Regions from separate parts of the Mus musculus genome. Here regions 1, 2, 3 and 5 are each linked to region 4. Evidence: chromatin contacts called from public HiChIP or PLAC-seq and promoter capture Hi-C data. All regions are on one chromosome and are shown on one strand. The core of a region is the stretch at or near the end of the contact, and the rest is flanking DNA. Distances in the headings are between cores, read along the strand shown.

What was found. Promoter capture Hi-C pulls out the DNA fragments that hold promoters and counts their contacts. HiChIP or PLAC-seq counts read pairs in DNA pulled down with a chosen protein or histone mark.
Region 1: a contact with region 4 is called in an H3K4me3 HiChIP or PLAC-seq map of craniofacial prominence, with 2.9 times the contacts expected there. The contact joins the enhancer-like site here to the promoter of Aldh9a1 in region 4. A contact is called at or near these places in 20 of 39 promoter capture datasets (the 3T3-L1 cell line, 3T3-L1-derived adipocytes, the HPC-7 cell line and 11 more), 3 of 15 datasets of contacts at CTCF or cohesin (the NIH/3T3 cell line, embryonic stem cells and pro-B cells), 59 of 484 Hi-C or Micro-C datasets (the AML12 cell line, B cells, the C10 cell line and 31 more), 16 of 115 datasets of contacts at active chromatin or transcription factors (astrocytes, cardiomyocytes, craniofacial prominence and 9 more) and 2 of 9 other capture datasets (adipose tissue and embryonic stem cells).
Region 2: a promoter capture Hi-C map of trophoblast stem cells shows a contact between it and region 4, with 2.1 times the contacts expected there. The contact joins the enhancer-like site here to the promoter of Aldh9a1 in region 4. A contact is called at or near these places in 2 of 39 promoter capture datasets (embryonic stem cells and trophoblast stem cells), 4 of 484 Hi-C or Micro-C datasets (the AML12 cell line, the N1E-115 cell line, cerebral cortex and 1 more), 2 of 115 datasets of contacts at active chromatin or transcription factors (astrocytes and large pre-B cells) and 2 of 9 other capture datasets (embryonic stem cells and pancreatic islet).
Region 3: a promoter capture Hi-C map of second pharyngeal arch cranial neural crest shows a contact between it and region 4. The contact joins the promoter of Lmx1a here to the promoter of Aldh9a1 in region 4. A contact is called at or near these places in 6 of 39 promoter capture datasets (cranial neural crest, frontonasal cranial neural crest, hippocampal neurons and 3 more), 3 of 115 datasets of contacts at active chromatin or transcription factors (embryonic basal ganglia and embryonic stem cells) and 1 of 9 other capture datasets (adipose tissue).
Region 5: a contact with region 4 is called in a promoter capture Hi-C map of pre-B cells, with 2.6 times the contacts expected there. The contact joins the enhancer-like site here to the promoter of Aldh9a1 in region 4. A contact is called at or near these places in 6 of 39 promoter capture datasets (the 3T3-L1 cell line, the C10 cell line, HPC-7-derived erythroid cells and 2 more), 2 of 484 Hi-C or Micro-C datasets (the HPC-7 cell line and pre-B cells), 1 of 115 datasets of contacts at active chromatin or transcription factors (bone marrow-derived macrophages) and 1 of 9 other capture datasets (adipose tissue).

Annotation. Positions count from the first base shown.
Region 1 is chr1:167,647,482-167,650,181 of GRCm38.p6, reverse strand. No RefSeq gene overlaps it. Among named protein-coding and RNA genes, the nearest start is that of Lmx1a, 41 kb to the left of the region's middle. Within about 2 kb of position 1,306, at least 9 of the 459 cell types and tissues checked have an H3K27ac peak or open chromatin away from gene starts, as enhancers often do. A contact at or near this core is called in craniofacial prominence, where this site is marked.
Region 2 is chr1:167,018,906-167,021,605 of GRCm38.p6, reverse strand. The region is part of intron 1 of Fam78b (family with sequence similarity 78, member B); the gene reads right to left. Among named protein-coding and RNA genes, the nearest start is that of Fam78b, 19 kb to the right of the region's middle. Within about 2 kb of position 1,280, at least 4 of the 459 cell types and tissues checked have an H3K27ac peak or open chromatin away from gene starts, as enhancers often do. A contact at or near this core is called in trophoblast stem cells, where this site is marked.
Region 3 is chr1:167,688,166-167,690,865 of GRCm38.p6, reverse strand. It overlaps Lmx1a (LIM homeobox transcription factor 1 alpha), which reads right to left and starts at 1,308. Exons shown (of 8, transcript NM_033652.5): 1 at 1,016-1,308. The coding sequence starts at 1,091.
Region 4 is chr1:167,348,643-167,351,378 of GRCm38.p6, reverse strand. It overlaps Aldh9a1 (aldehyde dehydrogenase 9, subfamily A1), which reads right to left and starts at 1,388. Exons shown (of 11, transcript NM_019993.4): 1 at 963-1,388. The coding sequence starts at 1,143. It overlaps Gm24182 (a small nuclear RNA gene), which reads right to left and starts at 2,354; the gene lies at 2,248-2,354.
Region 5 is chr1:166,898,043-166,900,878 of GRCm38.p6, reverse strand. No RefSeq gene overlaps it. Among named protein-coding and RNA genes, the nearest start is that of Gm33404, 44 kb to the right of the region's middle. Within about 2 kb of position 1,463, at least 45 of the 459 cell types and tissues checked have an H3K27ac peak or open chromatin away from gene starts, as enhancers often do. A contact at or near this core is called in pre-B cells, where this site is marked.

The sequences.
Region 1 (2,700 bases), core at 57-2,556, 300 kb before region 4:
GTAGAAGATGGTCTTTACCTGCAGCTCCCACAATCTGTCACTTCATTCTTCCTGGAGGGGCACCAAGCTCCCTAGTACCGAGAGCACGTATTTGAGCTTTCTTTAAGATTTGAGACAGTCCCAGGCTCCATTCCTTAACTTTCATCAAGGGGCTGGAGAGATGGCTCAGTGGTTAAGAGCACTGACAGCTCTTCTAGAGGTCCTGAGTTCAAATCCCAGCAACCACATGGTGGCTCACAACCATCTGTAATGGGATCAGATGCCCTCTTCTGGTGTATCTGAAGAGCTACAGTGTACTTACATATAATAAATAAATAAATCTTTTTTTTAAAAAAAAAAAACAACCTTTCAGCTAAAAGGTAGTTTTAGCCCCTCTGGGGCCATCTACTCAATAGACTCACAGACAGACAGCCATGTCCCAGACATGTCCAGCTCCAGACTACCTCTAAGGCGGGAGTAAATTGGCGGTTGAAGACCAGGAGTCTGGCTCCCACCCACCACCTGCCGGGACACACTGGGAAGGCAGGCAGAGGTGGTGGGCTCCATGGTATCAGTCCAAGGCTGCTGTGATGGATGCATTTGGGTGAGTGGAGACTTCCCCTCTTCCCCAAGTCCCGCCCCTTACCATGCTTCTGGAAATGCTATTTTTACCTTTGCCCTCAATTCTTGCTTCTGCCTTATCCCGGCAGTCCCTCTGCCTACAACATCCCACCCTCTCCATATGTGCAGCCCCTTCATATGGTCCACGTTATCTCAGCCATTGTAAGACCAAAGACAAAGGCTTCGAGAAACCACCGAGTAGACAGGGACACCCAAAAAGCTTGTTATCTGTCTCCAGGAAGCCCGTGTCTCAGGCCTGCACAATAGCTGGGCGTTTTCCAGCTTTTAAATCTGTCTGAGGAAATTGGAAGATGACAACAAGGCTCCTTACACTTTTTTTTATTTTTGGCAGACAATATTAACTTCCTAGCCGTGTCACCTGATTTACTCGTAAACCACACTGTCGCCTTCCACTGACCGTGTGCCCCCCAATAATAGATGGGGCTGGCTCCCCATTATTGTCAGGATTTTTGACTTTTCTTCCAGCTCATTCCTCACACAAGAATTATTAAGATTAGACAGTGCAATTTTGAAAAGCAAAATGCAAGCCACTTTTAAAAAAAAAACACATCTGACATACTTGGTTGAATTTTTATTTTTTACGCGTTTCCAGCCTTTTTTCTCTTTCTCCCTCTGAATGTACAGCCATGCTCCTTGCAACCCAACCAATGGGCCCCGGAGTCAGTGTAGCTGTTTCTAATTATTGGACCTCTAGAAGCTGTTCCAGACAGCTGCTTAGCATTGTGTTCCCACCACCAAAACCTGAGAGACAGAATCCTTGGTTACAAAATGCTAAAAGTTAAGGGGTTGAGAGACAACTTCCATTATAAACCTCCTGGTTTCACTCACTTGTAATTGTCCAAAAATTGTCCTTTTGCTCCAAATCATTCCATGCTCTGTTTCCACCCCAGGGATGAAATTACTTGGAAAGTCTGAACAAACGTGGCTGAGCCCGTTTGGAATCAGGCAGCTTGGCGGAGAATATCCTTCTTCAGCTGCCCATGGACACCCCAACACAGATGACCCTTATCGTGCCAGTGCCTCTCCCCTGCCCTGTGTGTGTGGTCAGCTTCATCCAGGGGAGGAAGTATTTGTGCTAGGAGTGGAGTGGAAATAGTAGTTTCAAGAAGGAAACCAGAGGCAACGACAGTATCAGACGATCCTAGGATGTCAGGGCAGGCGGAGGCACTCACACTGAACTATGTGTGGAATAAAGTTCCTTTCCTGGACTGGCTGTCCTATCAGTGATGGTGTGCAGTGGTTAAAAGACTGTGAAGTAATAAGAGACAATTATGAGTTTGACTGTGGGGTTTACCATAACTAGCTATGGGACCCTGTATTAAATTAAATAAATAACTAATTGAGTTAAATGCACTTTCTTGAGTGTTGATGTCGTCATCATTGAAATGAGAATGGTGGCAGTCCCCACCTCCCAGAAGGGCTTTGGTGGTATAAGGAGGAGATGCATATAGAACACTGGTCTTGCAGGTAAGAGGTACCGTGACATGTGCCCACGTGGCTGTAGTGCCATTTATCAACTGGGTCAGCATCTTGACTCCTCATCTTTCAGAGCATTCACATCTCATACTGGTGACAACTCTCTTCTGTTTCACTTCAGGAAACCAGGCTTTCCCCGTCTCTGCCCTAGGATTAAATGTTCCATTCCCCACAGGTGTGTATGAGATCTAATTCCAAACAAGCTGTAATCACTGTCTGACAGAACTTGGGCACCAAGGACTGCTCTCTCCTCTCTCCCATTGCAGGTCTATGTGTGCTGCCACAGTCTGTGAGTTCTGTTGTGTGTGGAAAATGATGTTTCCTTGGGGGCATCAGTAACTCTGGCTCCTACAATCTTTTTGCTTCCTCTTCTGCATGGTTCTCTGAGCCTTGAATGGGGAGGTAGGGGGTTGACATTTGACAAAGATATCCCATTTAGGGCTGAGTGTGGCAAAGTCTTAAAAGTGACACAGAGTAGACGACTACAGTTTCATTCCCATGGCATGGTGGTTTGCGTGAGAATGGCCCCATAGGATCATATATTTGCATCCTTAGTCCCCAGCTGGTGAACTGTTTTAGGAGGATTAAGACGAGGCGTGACCT
Region 2 (2,700 bases), core at 31-2,530, 330 kb after region 4:
ACGATGGAAATAAACCCCTGGGCATTCTGTGAAGGAGGCAGACTGAGTTAACAGAGGTGGGAAGAACAACCTTAAACTCGGGTGGCGCCATCCCTAGGCTGGGGTCCTGGACTGATGAATCCTAGGAGAGCTCACCAGCGGCATTGGGCACCTTCTCTGTGCTGGCTCGGTTTTCAATCCCCTTCACACAAGCTAGAGCCATCTGAGAAGAGGGAACTTGTGGAGTGTAGTCTTGATTAGTGAGGGCCCAGTCCTCTGCGGGTGGTCCTAGGTTGTAAAGGAAAGCAGGTTGAGCAACCCAAAAGGAGCAAGCCAGTAAGAGGAGCAAGCCAGTAAGCAGCATTCTTCCACGGCCTTAGTTCCTACCTCCAAGTTCAGTTCATGCCTTGCCCTGCCCCAGACTGTGACTTGAGCCACGTAAGCCAAATTGCCTTTGGCCATGGCCGTTATCACAGCAACAGAAAGAAAGCTAGGAGCCTTTGCTTCCTGATTAGATGCAATGTGACCAGCTGTCTCGAGCTCCTGCTCTGTAATCTTCCCACCACGACGGGCTGTGAGCACAACAAGCCCTTCCTTAAGTGTCTGTTCTCAGGTTATTTTCTTACATCAACAAGAAAAGGAACTAAAACATAAACTCTGTCAAAGAGGACAGGAAGGAGGTTGGGACAAATCCTGTCAAATCAGAGGAGTCCCCTCTAGTCACTGTAGTCACCATGAAGGATGGTCTCGGGACACAGATGATAAACTCCTTTCTGATACACAGAGACTCAGGAAGCCAGGATGCAGGAATCTCTACTTCAGATTCCTCCCACTTCCATTAAAGCTGATCCAAATTCATTTATACAACTTGGAGGGCGCCCTCACACAACATAGACTAAGGGTGGGGATTTTATATTGAGAAAGCTTTGTTATCTCACGTCACTGTCTCGGCTCCAACCTCCCAGAGTATGCCTGCCATCTTCCATCCAAGCATTCTGCAAGCTGGTGCCCAAGGGACACTTGCACTTTGTCTAGGTTTTTAACAGGGAAGAGGGCTTCTCAGTGGACAGCAGGAACACAGGTCTGCAGGGAGGAGACAGTCACCTGCCTCTGGGTTGTGGGGAGGAGGGGAAGACAGGATTCAGATATTTCTCCAAAGTTCCTTCTAGCTGCTTTATGACTCAAAGATAGCCCACGGTGCATTTTCTTAGCTAAAGTCAGCAAAATGTCCAGTCTTGGAACTTCTACAGACTCATAGACAGGCCCAAGTCAGACCCATTTTTGGCATTCGGCAGAGCCCATTCATGCAAGCTTTCCAAAGGAGAGGTGACTAATGCTTTCTTCTTGTTGGCTGCCGATTAAGCAGGTATTCAAATTCAGAACTTGAAGGCTAGTGGGATGATAATGTAGACCAGAGGTGGGTAGTGAGTCAGAGACACTTCTTCAGTCTTTTGTCTTCTCCCCCTATCATGGACAAATCATAGACTTTCTCAGAGTCTCAGTTTCTTCATGGGCAACACCAAAGATACATTCTCTGCCCTTCTCATACAGCTACAGGGAGGAACAAAGGGAATTCACTGAAGAGAAGCTCACTATGCACGTAGGACCTGGATGAAGGATAAATATTAGCACTGCTTGGTTGGTTCAACATCTTCCCAGAAGGCCTCAGAGTCCACAATGACCACCATTTCTTACAAAGGCCTTTGACCCCAAGAATTAATTTCTGTTCCTCGTACAACATTTTATGGTACTTTAGGACATCAAGCATTATATCTATCTGTCTCTAAGTTAAACTTAAAAATTCCCATTTTTAACCTCTCCGTCACCATGCTTAGAACAGTGGTTAATATAAATCTTAAAGACATTTGATAAAATGATGAATCAAGACCAACTAATGGGCTGCTTAGGATGATACATTTCTCTGGGAATGAAGACGGATGGAAAGTAAGCTGTTCGTATTTCCTGGTGTTAGAAGACTTGTTAACCAGCAACACAAGTCAAAGCAGTGTTGTGAGGGCCAAGCTTCTTTACACCAAAGGTGAAGGTTTGAAGTTGAGGGGGCAGGGGTGGGGTGGGCTGGAGCCTAGAAAGTTTCCAAGATGGTTTAGACAGGAAGTTAGGGAATACACAACGGGTCAGGGTATACATAAAACTAACGCTCAAATTCCATACCGAGAAGGCATCAGAATAAAAAACCCTAGGAGACATCTCAGTCAAACTCTTGGCCAGTGCTTCTCGCCCTTCCTAATCCTGTGGACCATTAGTACAGTTTCTCACATTGTGATGACCCCAACTGTAAAGGTAAAGTTATTTCGTTGCCACCTGTAAGTTTTCTACTGTTATGTATCGGGATGTAAATATCTGAGGGGTATCTGATATACCCGTGTTCAACTCTCAATGGAGCCACGACCCACTTGTTGAAAGCCATTGATCTTGGCAAAGAGAGCAGCCACTAGCTGAACATCTGCACCGACTCTACTCTGAGCCATACAGAGTTACACTAAACAGTCGTCACTGTTTGCTTTAGACTCCTCATCTCCCTCTGTACTCAGCACTCAGGCTCAGTTAGCCACTTCTGTCTTTTTTATGGTCTGTTCAATTTCTTGTAGGTCTGACTCCAAGGTCCCCAAACCACTTGGGACACACATAAAAGCTATTGGGGTTCCCAGAATTCTGAGCTCATTACCCTAGAGCTTTTAGTTCATTCTTGCCTGGCTGGAG
Region 3 (2,700 bases), core at 59-2,558, 340 kb before region 4:
GGCTCTAGCCTGCGTCTTCCTTCTTGCTCTGGGGAGAAAATCCTGACAATTTCGAAAGGGAGGTTGAAAGAAGAGGGCATGGGTTTTGTAATTTCGTTTCCTCTGAACTGTTGGGGTGGAGTGGGCGATTTCTCTCTGGACATGGTTTCTATAATCGAAATTTTTTCAGCCCCACTCTATTGGTTCTAAAGTTAGAGAAAGAGGCAAGAGGTTTAAATAAAAGAAAAATCTCTCCTTCAGAAAGAAGCGGGAAGAAACACAGGAAGAAAGAAAATTTAAAAACAAAACAAAACAAAACATTTTTTTCTCCAAACTTGAAAATTCCAAAGGGAGAGTTGAAGAGACACTGGCAAAACAAGCCTGAACTCTGAAAGACCCATGGGTATGACTCTTTGGATCTCTCTATTCTCTGCTCCTTCGAAGTGGCTGGGTTGGGGGTAGAGGGATACCAAGCTTGCGGAACAGGGGTCCGGCTTCAGTTAATTAAAGACCAGGCAAGGGCCCCGCCGTGCAAGCTAATCCCAGCGCAGCGCTGCCCACCAGCCCGGAAAAGCCTCTCGGCCATGCCCAATACTAAAATTGGGGCTGCAGTTGGTGGGGGAAGAGAAGAACCTGGGCGCTCTGGGCCTCGGATCTCTCATGCTAGGACACAGGCCTCTGAGAAACCGGTGGCATTTATGAGCCGTCGATCAGCTCCGTGATTAAAAATCCAGCCCTGGGTATTATTAATCACTTGCCACTCAAATGCCTTGTGAACATGCTCGCCCGCCCCTCAAGGCTTTGGGGAATTCGATGTTGAACTCGTGAAGCCTGGGGAGGCTTGATGGTTGTATTTAGGTAGGGACGACTCAAAAGGACTGATGGACACGGAAAGACAGAGATTGTGGGCACCTCTGTGTGCGCGCGAAGAGGGTGCTAGTCTGGTCGCTTAACCCAGTATCAGAGACCTGACGTACTGAGCTCCCGGCCCCGGCAGAAGGAGGATGCTCTAGGGAGCATGCGGTTGAACACTTACCCAGCAAAGAGGAGAAAGATGCCGAGGTCTCAATCGCACTTTGAAAGTTCTCCTCCATCTTCAGGCCGTCCAACATGTTCGGGGTGAGCCAGGAGGACCTGTAGAGCGGAGGAACGGTTGAGTCTAGCTTCCCGTGCCTGTTGGGACTCCGCACCCTCAGTTGCCACTCTCCTGGGACAGGACAGAAGCAGTGTCCAGGGCGACAAGAATGAGCCTAGAGGGTAGAGTCCAGACAAGGGAAATGTAAGGTGGGAGGAGAGAGAAGAGCCACCGTGAACTGCTCGGACGGCTCTGATTTCACTTGAAGTCAACGCGTTATGTGCTAAGGCCTCCGCCCCCTAACTGCGTTCTCCTAACCCCCACCCCCACCCCTGTCCCCAGGTTTCCCATTCCAAGACCGACTCCGCCCCATCCTATACTAATGTGGCCCCTAGGGATCCCACCACTAGAACTATGGTACTCTGTGTGATGGGGTGGGGGTACGCCTGCTCTCAGAGCCAGGGCCAAGCCGGGACCAACCAGGTCCGATATCCCAGTGGCACCACCACTCACTTTCGACCCTCACCTGTCTTAGAGAGAGGCAGAGTAAGGGACTCGGAGACTGTCCCGCCTGCTTCCGTACTCCTGGCGCAGCGCTCTGCTTGGGGGGTGGGGGGGGGGCGCTCGGGAGTAGGCGTGCGGGGCGCGCGGGGAGGTCCTCCCGCCGGTCGGCCAGTGCCGGGAACGTCTGCAGGAGCAAAGGAGTCGCCTTGGGGAGGAGCCGCGACTGGCCCGGTTCACTCTTGGATGCATTTCAAATCAACTTTCAGAAACACGCCCGCCCGAGCCGGAGCCTAAGGATCCCCGCAGCCTTCCTTACCTGATGGGCGAGCTCGCGCCCAGCGTCCGGAGCAGCGCGAAGTGGCCGGGAGACGCCGGGCAGCTTTGGCGGAGGGAGGAGGCGTCCCCTAGGCTGCAGCCAGAGCAGCCGCCCGGACTCCGGCGCACCCGGGAGAGAGCAGGAGCGAACGCCGGCCCCCGATTCCGCTCCTCGGCGCGCCGGAGTGGGGCCGGGCCGTGGCCTCAAGCCGCCGATCCTCCTCGGGACGTCCCGCCAACACGCGCCGCTCTGCAGCCGGGAAGGGGAAACCAGGCGGCTGCTCCAAGATCGGCGGTGGAACCGGAGGCCCAGGGTCCTGGGTGCAAAGTCCGCCCTGCCTTCTTCGAGGCGGCTCGGGCGGTTTCTGACAGTGGCCGCTGGCTGCGTGCGCGGCCCGGGAAGGGGGTGGGGTGCGCAGGGCGGGGGCCTGGGAGCGCGTCCCGTGGCGGGGCCCGCGGTGCTCTGTTTCCCCGGCTTGGCTGCTCGACCCACCGCGAGGCTACAGCCTGATGCTCCAGTCTGCTGCCCGGACCTCCCGGACGCGCCAAACTTTTCCTTCTCTCCACGTGGAACGGTTGCCCCGGGGGAGCTACACCCCAGACTCGGCAGAGATCCGTGCCACCTAGACTTCACGCGGGCGGGATGGGGATCCGGTTGCTCTCGGATCTGCACCGTAAGTGATGACTAACCTCAGACACCTGGAGGTCGCGGGGATCGCCTAGAGCCCCCAACCCCAATCCTCTCTGCTTTGTGAACTCTGGCACCAGAAGCTCCAAGCTCTTCGGATTTTCATTCACCCACTTGCTCCTGCAACTTACAAATTTGT
Region 4 (2,736 bases), core at 139-2,638:
TGCCTCTAAAGGGAGGCAGGCTGAGAAACTCTTCCCAGCTATCATGGCCTCTCCCATCAGTTCAGGTTCTGGCAAATCCCTGCCTCGTGGAGGTCAGTGTACTTTTACTTCTCTCACTAAACAAGCCCTTCTGGCTTACAGAACACATTTTTTTTCCCTGCTCTGAATATTCAATAAGAATAATCAAAACAAACACAAAAGTCAACCCAAAGTCCAAGAAACAAAGAACTCGCTTCCTCCTTAGTTTGTGCTAAGGGTTTGCTCCAAAGCATTAAGTGCTTGCAAGGATGAACTGTAGAAATCTAATGAACATCGTGATTACAGCTAATAATACCGTAAAATACATATTCACTTAAAATCTGCCAAGTGTGCAGAGCATGAAAGTTCTCACTACTCATAGGTGGAAACTACGTGGAGATAACGGATAAGTTCATTAATTAACAGTGGTAAGCACTACACGTGATTACACATGTTCAATGTTTTTTTTTCTCTCTCTCTCTTGTTAACCTGGAGAGCTAGCAGGCACTAAAGCTAAACAGATGTTGTCGGCTGCTGTTTTTTTTTTTCTCTCCTTTCCCAACTCTCATCGAAGTTCAGAAATATCCCAGCACTAGAAGGGGGAAGGTCATGTGGATCATGCATAACAGAAATCACCTGTGAGTCAACATCCCAGTAGCAGACTCTCCTGCAGGCCCAGCTCTCAAAACTCAAAAGACCCACAGGTTCTACGCCAGACTCTCCTGCTCCAGCCATGTAGTTACTCCCGGCCCCCCAGCGCACCCCACCGCACCCATAGCGCCCCCTCTTTTCCAGGAGCCTCCCCAACATTCTGTGCTCCGTGCTGCGACCACGCAAGTTCAGCAACCCTTGGCGGAGAGCTCGGAAGGACTCGGGGCAGCAGACTCAGTGCACAGGGCCGGGGAAGACCCACCCCATCCGCGTGCCGCCCCGCGCCAGGTTACCGGTGGCTGGCTCGAACGCTTTCTCCGTGCCGGAAGCATCCACCGGCTCCACACGGGCCCCGCCGCGGTAGTTGAGCGGCTGCGACACGACGAAGGTGCCAGTACTCATGGCGGCGACTGCTGCAGCCCGGTGAATGCGGAGGAGCGAGGTCAGCACAGAACCGACTGCACCGAGGATCATCTGCTACGCGTGCAAAGCGTCCGGAAGCCCCAGCAGATTACTACTGGAGGGGGAGATAGCGCGGTAACGAGGAGGGAGTGGCGAGGGGCGGAATCTCTGGGGCGTGGCCCATGGAAAGAGGCGACCCTGGCTGGGCAGGGGTGGACCACTAGGGAACAGGACCTCGGGGAGGTGTGGACCGTGAGTGTGAAGACCCGGGGCCCTCAAGGAGAGCCCAGTAGAGCCCACTGGGAGGAAGGGACAGTGGGAGGGGCGTGGCCTCGTGCCACGAGGGGGTGTGGCGTGAGAGGACGGCCAATGAGAGCCTAGAGTGAGTAGCTTGGGCCTAGTCAGCATAATTAAGGGCCTGGTGAGAGCTTCTGGGGCTGGAACTGGAAGACCTTTGGCCTAGATAATTACGTGGAACACCACACCACCCAAGTCCTCCGGTCCAGATCCCGAAGGAGTTCCTGGAAGGATAATGAGACCCCTTCTACTGGGCCTGCAAGCTTTTGCAACATTCTCCTTACTGTATTTCTTTGATTTCTTTTTGTGCTTTGTAGAAGCACAGTATTAGGGAATGTGTTCTTCTTTTTTTCTTTTTTTTTATTAGATATTTTCTTTATATACATTTCAAATGCTATCCCGAAAGTTCCCTATACCCTTCCCCTGCTCTGCTCCCCTACCCACCCACTCCCTCTTCTTGGCCCTGACATTCCCCTGTACTGGGGCATATAAAGTTTGCAATATACCAAGGGACCTCTCTTCCCAATGATGGCCGACTAGGCCATCTTCTGATACATATGCAGCTAGAGATACGAGCTCTAGGGGCACTGGTTAGTTCGTATTGTTGTTCCACCTATAGGGTTGCAGACTCCTTCAGCTCCTTGGGTGCTTTCTCTAGCTTCTCCATTGGGGGCTCTGTGTTCCATCTTTTAAAAGACTGTGAGCATCCACTTCTGTATTTGCCAGGCACTGGCATAGCCTCATACAAGACAACTATAACAGGGTCCCTTCAGCAAAATCTTTCTGGCATATACAATAGTGTCTGGGTTTGGTGGCTGAGTGTGGGATGGATCCCCGGGTGGGGTAGTCTCTAGATAGTCCATCCTTTCGTCTTAGCTCAAAAATATGGAACGCTTCACGAATTTGCGTGTCATCCTTGCGCAGGGGCCATGCTAATCTTCTCTGTATCGTTCCAATTTTAGTATATGTGCTGCCGAAGCGAGCATGGAATGTGTTCTTCTAATTTAGTAAAAATTTTGGTCAATTTTCTCAGCTCTCTGTACGAATTAATCTTTTCAGTGCCTCTGAGATGTGTAGGTTTGGGTCCTCAAATGGAAACAGCAGTACCCAATTAAGAACACCTAGGCCCGAACTCAAAGGACTGCTTTTGTTGGGGTTGGTCAGAAACATCTGGAAACATCTGGCCTGGGTCAAGATCATTGACAGGTACAGAGATAACAGCTGGTCGTTTTGTGGCCAGTTGTGTTTAAAGTATTCTGCCCAGCCATCCCATGTTGATTTGTTACATTTAGATCGTCTGATGTATGTTCCAGAAATGTGACCATGGCATCTGTTGATCTAATCGTGGCAATAAAAGTAGAGTGTGAC
Region 5 (2,836 bases), core at 214-2,713, 450 kb after region 4:
GAGGAAGGGGGTAATTTCACAGCCCCTAGTTGACAAGGACAGAGCTCAGGAAGCTTGCTCGCTGGCAGCTGGCTGAGCGGAAACAAATCCCGGCATCTAGTGAACTCCTCAGCTTCAGGGCTTTTGGCCAAAAAAGCTTTAAGTTTCTTCGTGGCTGCACATTTGCTCCTGCCTCTGAATAGACTCAAACCCCGCCATCAATCTCTCCCTTCCTTTTCTTCCTGCTCAGTTGCCTCCTCCGATTCTACTCACATGACAAAGGGGCCTGTGGGAAGGGATATATGGTTGGAGTTGCCAGAGGGATGTTCAAAGGACAGCAGAGCGCCTTACAAATGATTTAATCAGAACTCTCCCCATTCTGCCAAAAAGGGGTTTTCTCCAGGCCCCAGCTGGCTGACAGTGTAGACCTGGCTTGTTCCTCTCCCTTCTCCCCTGTGTTTCACAGGGTTATTAGAAGATGGACGATACAATTTCGAAAGAAATGCTCTGTAAATTGCAGCCCATAAGCATCTATTATTGGAGTGAGTGTGTCTGTCTGTATGTGTCTGCATCAAAAAAGAGAAGGCTCTTGCTAGATGGTTAGCCAGGTGGTTAAACCTCTGGCTCTAAAAAACATAGGCTCACCTCTCATACCCTGGCTCTGTTATTGGCAGATACTTAGCAGGTTCCAGTGACTCAGGTTCTCACCTGAGAGAAGTGGAAATACCAGTTTCCTTGATGTGGCTCTGTCACTTGATCTCTTGCTCAGGTCCTAGCACATCGGCAATTCTTATAGTAAACAACATAAAAATAAATGAACAAATGAGGACTCACTTCCTCAAAATATGTAGATATTACGGCCATTTACTAGAAAGTTCATCTCCATAGCAGCACGGTGCTTCCCACCTCTTGGTCAACAGGTGGTTGTTGAGTCTAGCCATAGACAAAGCAAATTGCCAAATAAAATGTATGAAACCAGGGCAGGGTGACTGGGTACTCTGACTATCCAGAGTAAGAGTGGTACTTGGGGGCAATAAGTGAGCCTAGCTACAAGAGGAGCCGGGTCAGAGGCTGACCTACTGGGTAGTAAACAGAGTTCAAAGTTTGAGCCTGGGTAGCACAGAGATGCAGGGAGTCACTGTGTCGTTGGTGGGGAGGGCAGGCCAGGATGCAGGTGGAAAAACGTTGCCACAAACCCATTTATGGTTAAGAGGTTTCTGAAGAACAAGCATCCTGTGGCTTTTCCTGGGGAGCTGTGAGCGAACATGTATTCATCCACTCGAGGCACTGGAAACAGACCAAAGAAAAGGCTCTATCGGAGTCTAACTTAATGAACCAGTCAGTTCACAGAGATTACTTCTGGGAGCATGGGTGAAAGATAACTTGGAGAAGTATGATTTCCTCAGGGCGCAGCTACATCATTAGAAAACCCCACCCCAGCATGGATGATAACTTGTGACAGCTGCGTCCCTGAAGCTTCCTGTGTGACTTCCGGGTGGTTCCTCTGGCCAAATAAAATATTCTCCTGAGACAGTGTTTACTGCTTTCGTAACCTTAGGGAGGCATCTTGTAAAGCTTATAGCTTTCTGAGTCTTAAAAGTTTTCTTAGCTTAATGAGTCTTAGGAGCCTTTCTCTTCCTTCTCAGAGAGGATATTTCAATTAGGAAGTAATAGTTACTTAACACCTAGGATCCATGGATTTCCTCTGATAATTTTCCTATCTTACATAAGTAGCTAAGTTATATCTATTTTTATTAAAGATTTGTATTTAAGAATATTATTTTATATTTTATTTGTATGAACTATTTGCCTGGGTGTATGTCTGTGTACCATGTGCACACCGAGTGCTCACAGAGGTCAGAAGATGCCATCAGCTCCTCCAGCACTGGAGTTAGAGATGACTGTGAGACACTGTGTATTCTGGGAACTGAATCTGGCTTCTCTGGATGAGCTGCCAGGTCTCTTGATCATTGAGCCATCTGTCCAGCCCCCACATTTTGTGTGTTCTCCTCCCACAGTGCTCTCTAAAGTGTACAAGCTGTAGAATCACTGTTACCTGTATCTACCTCTGATCACAATACGTCTGTTACACAGGGCTGTCCTTCATAGAGAAAGAATATGGGAGTTGAGATATGATCTCTGGCCAAAAGTTTATACAAGGCGATAGGAGTTTTGCAGCCTGTTTTGTCTTGTAGTGGCAACAAGTTCATGGAAGGCATGGGTGCCTCTACTGTCAAAGCAAACAGCTCCTAAATATATTCTAGGATGGAATTACTTTCAAAGTTGAAGCTTAGAATTTAGTTCTGGGGAAAATTAATGTTCTTAATAAAATGTTCAATCTTAGTTTCCTGTAATCAAGAGAGTTGAGACTGTTTCTGGGGGGAAAAATTACCTACCAGCCAGCTGACTGTCACTAAAAACCTAGACCTTTCATCCAAGAGCTATTTGGTGTCTAGTTTGGCAATGGTTATCAGAGCATTATATTTTCACGTATAATTTGCTCACCAACAGGGACTCTGGATTGGCTCATGGCTGGCTTTGTTCACCAGGGCAAAATTACAGCAAATTGTCATTCTTAGGACTAACATTTCCAGCATGTGTCCGTGTCGTGTCCCCCCCCCCCCCTGCGTCTATCACCCTTGACCGGCTCAACATCTGCCATTCCCCTGTGCATTCGTCTGGATTTCTTGTCTCTATCTTGCTTTGTTAAATGTTTCGATGCAGCCATTGTCTTTCCTCAACTGAATGGGAAGCTTTGAAAACAAGCAACAAACTTGAGGTACAGATTCTTGCTTACTTCTTCCAAAGTTCTTTTTATTGCCTTATTCTTGTAATCTTGGTCCCCTGGAATCTGTCA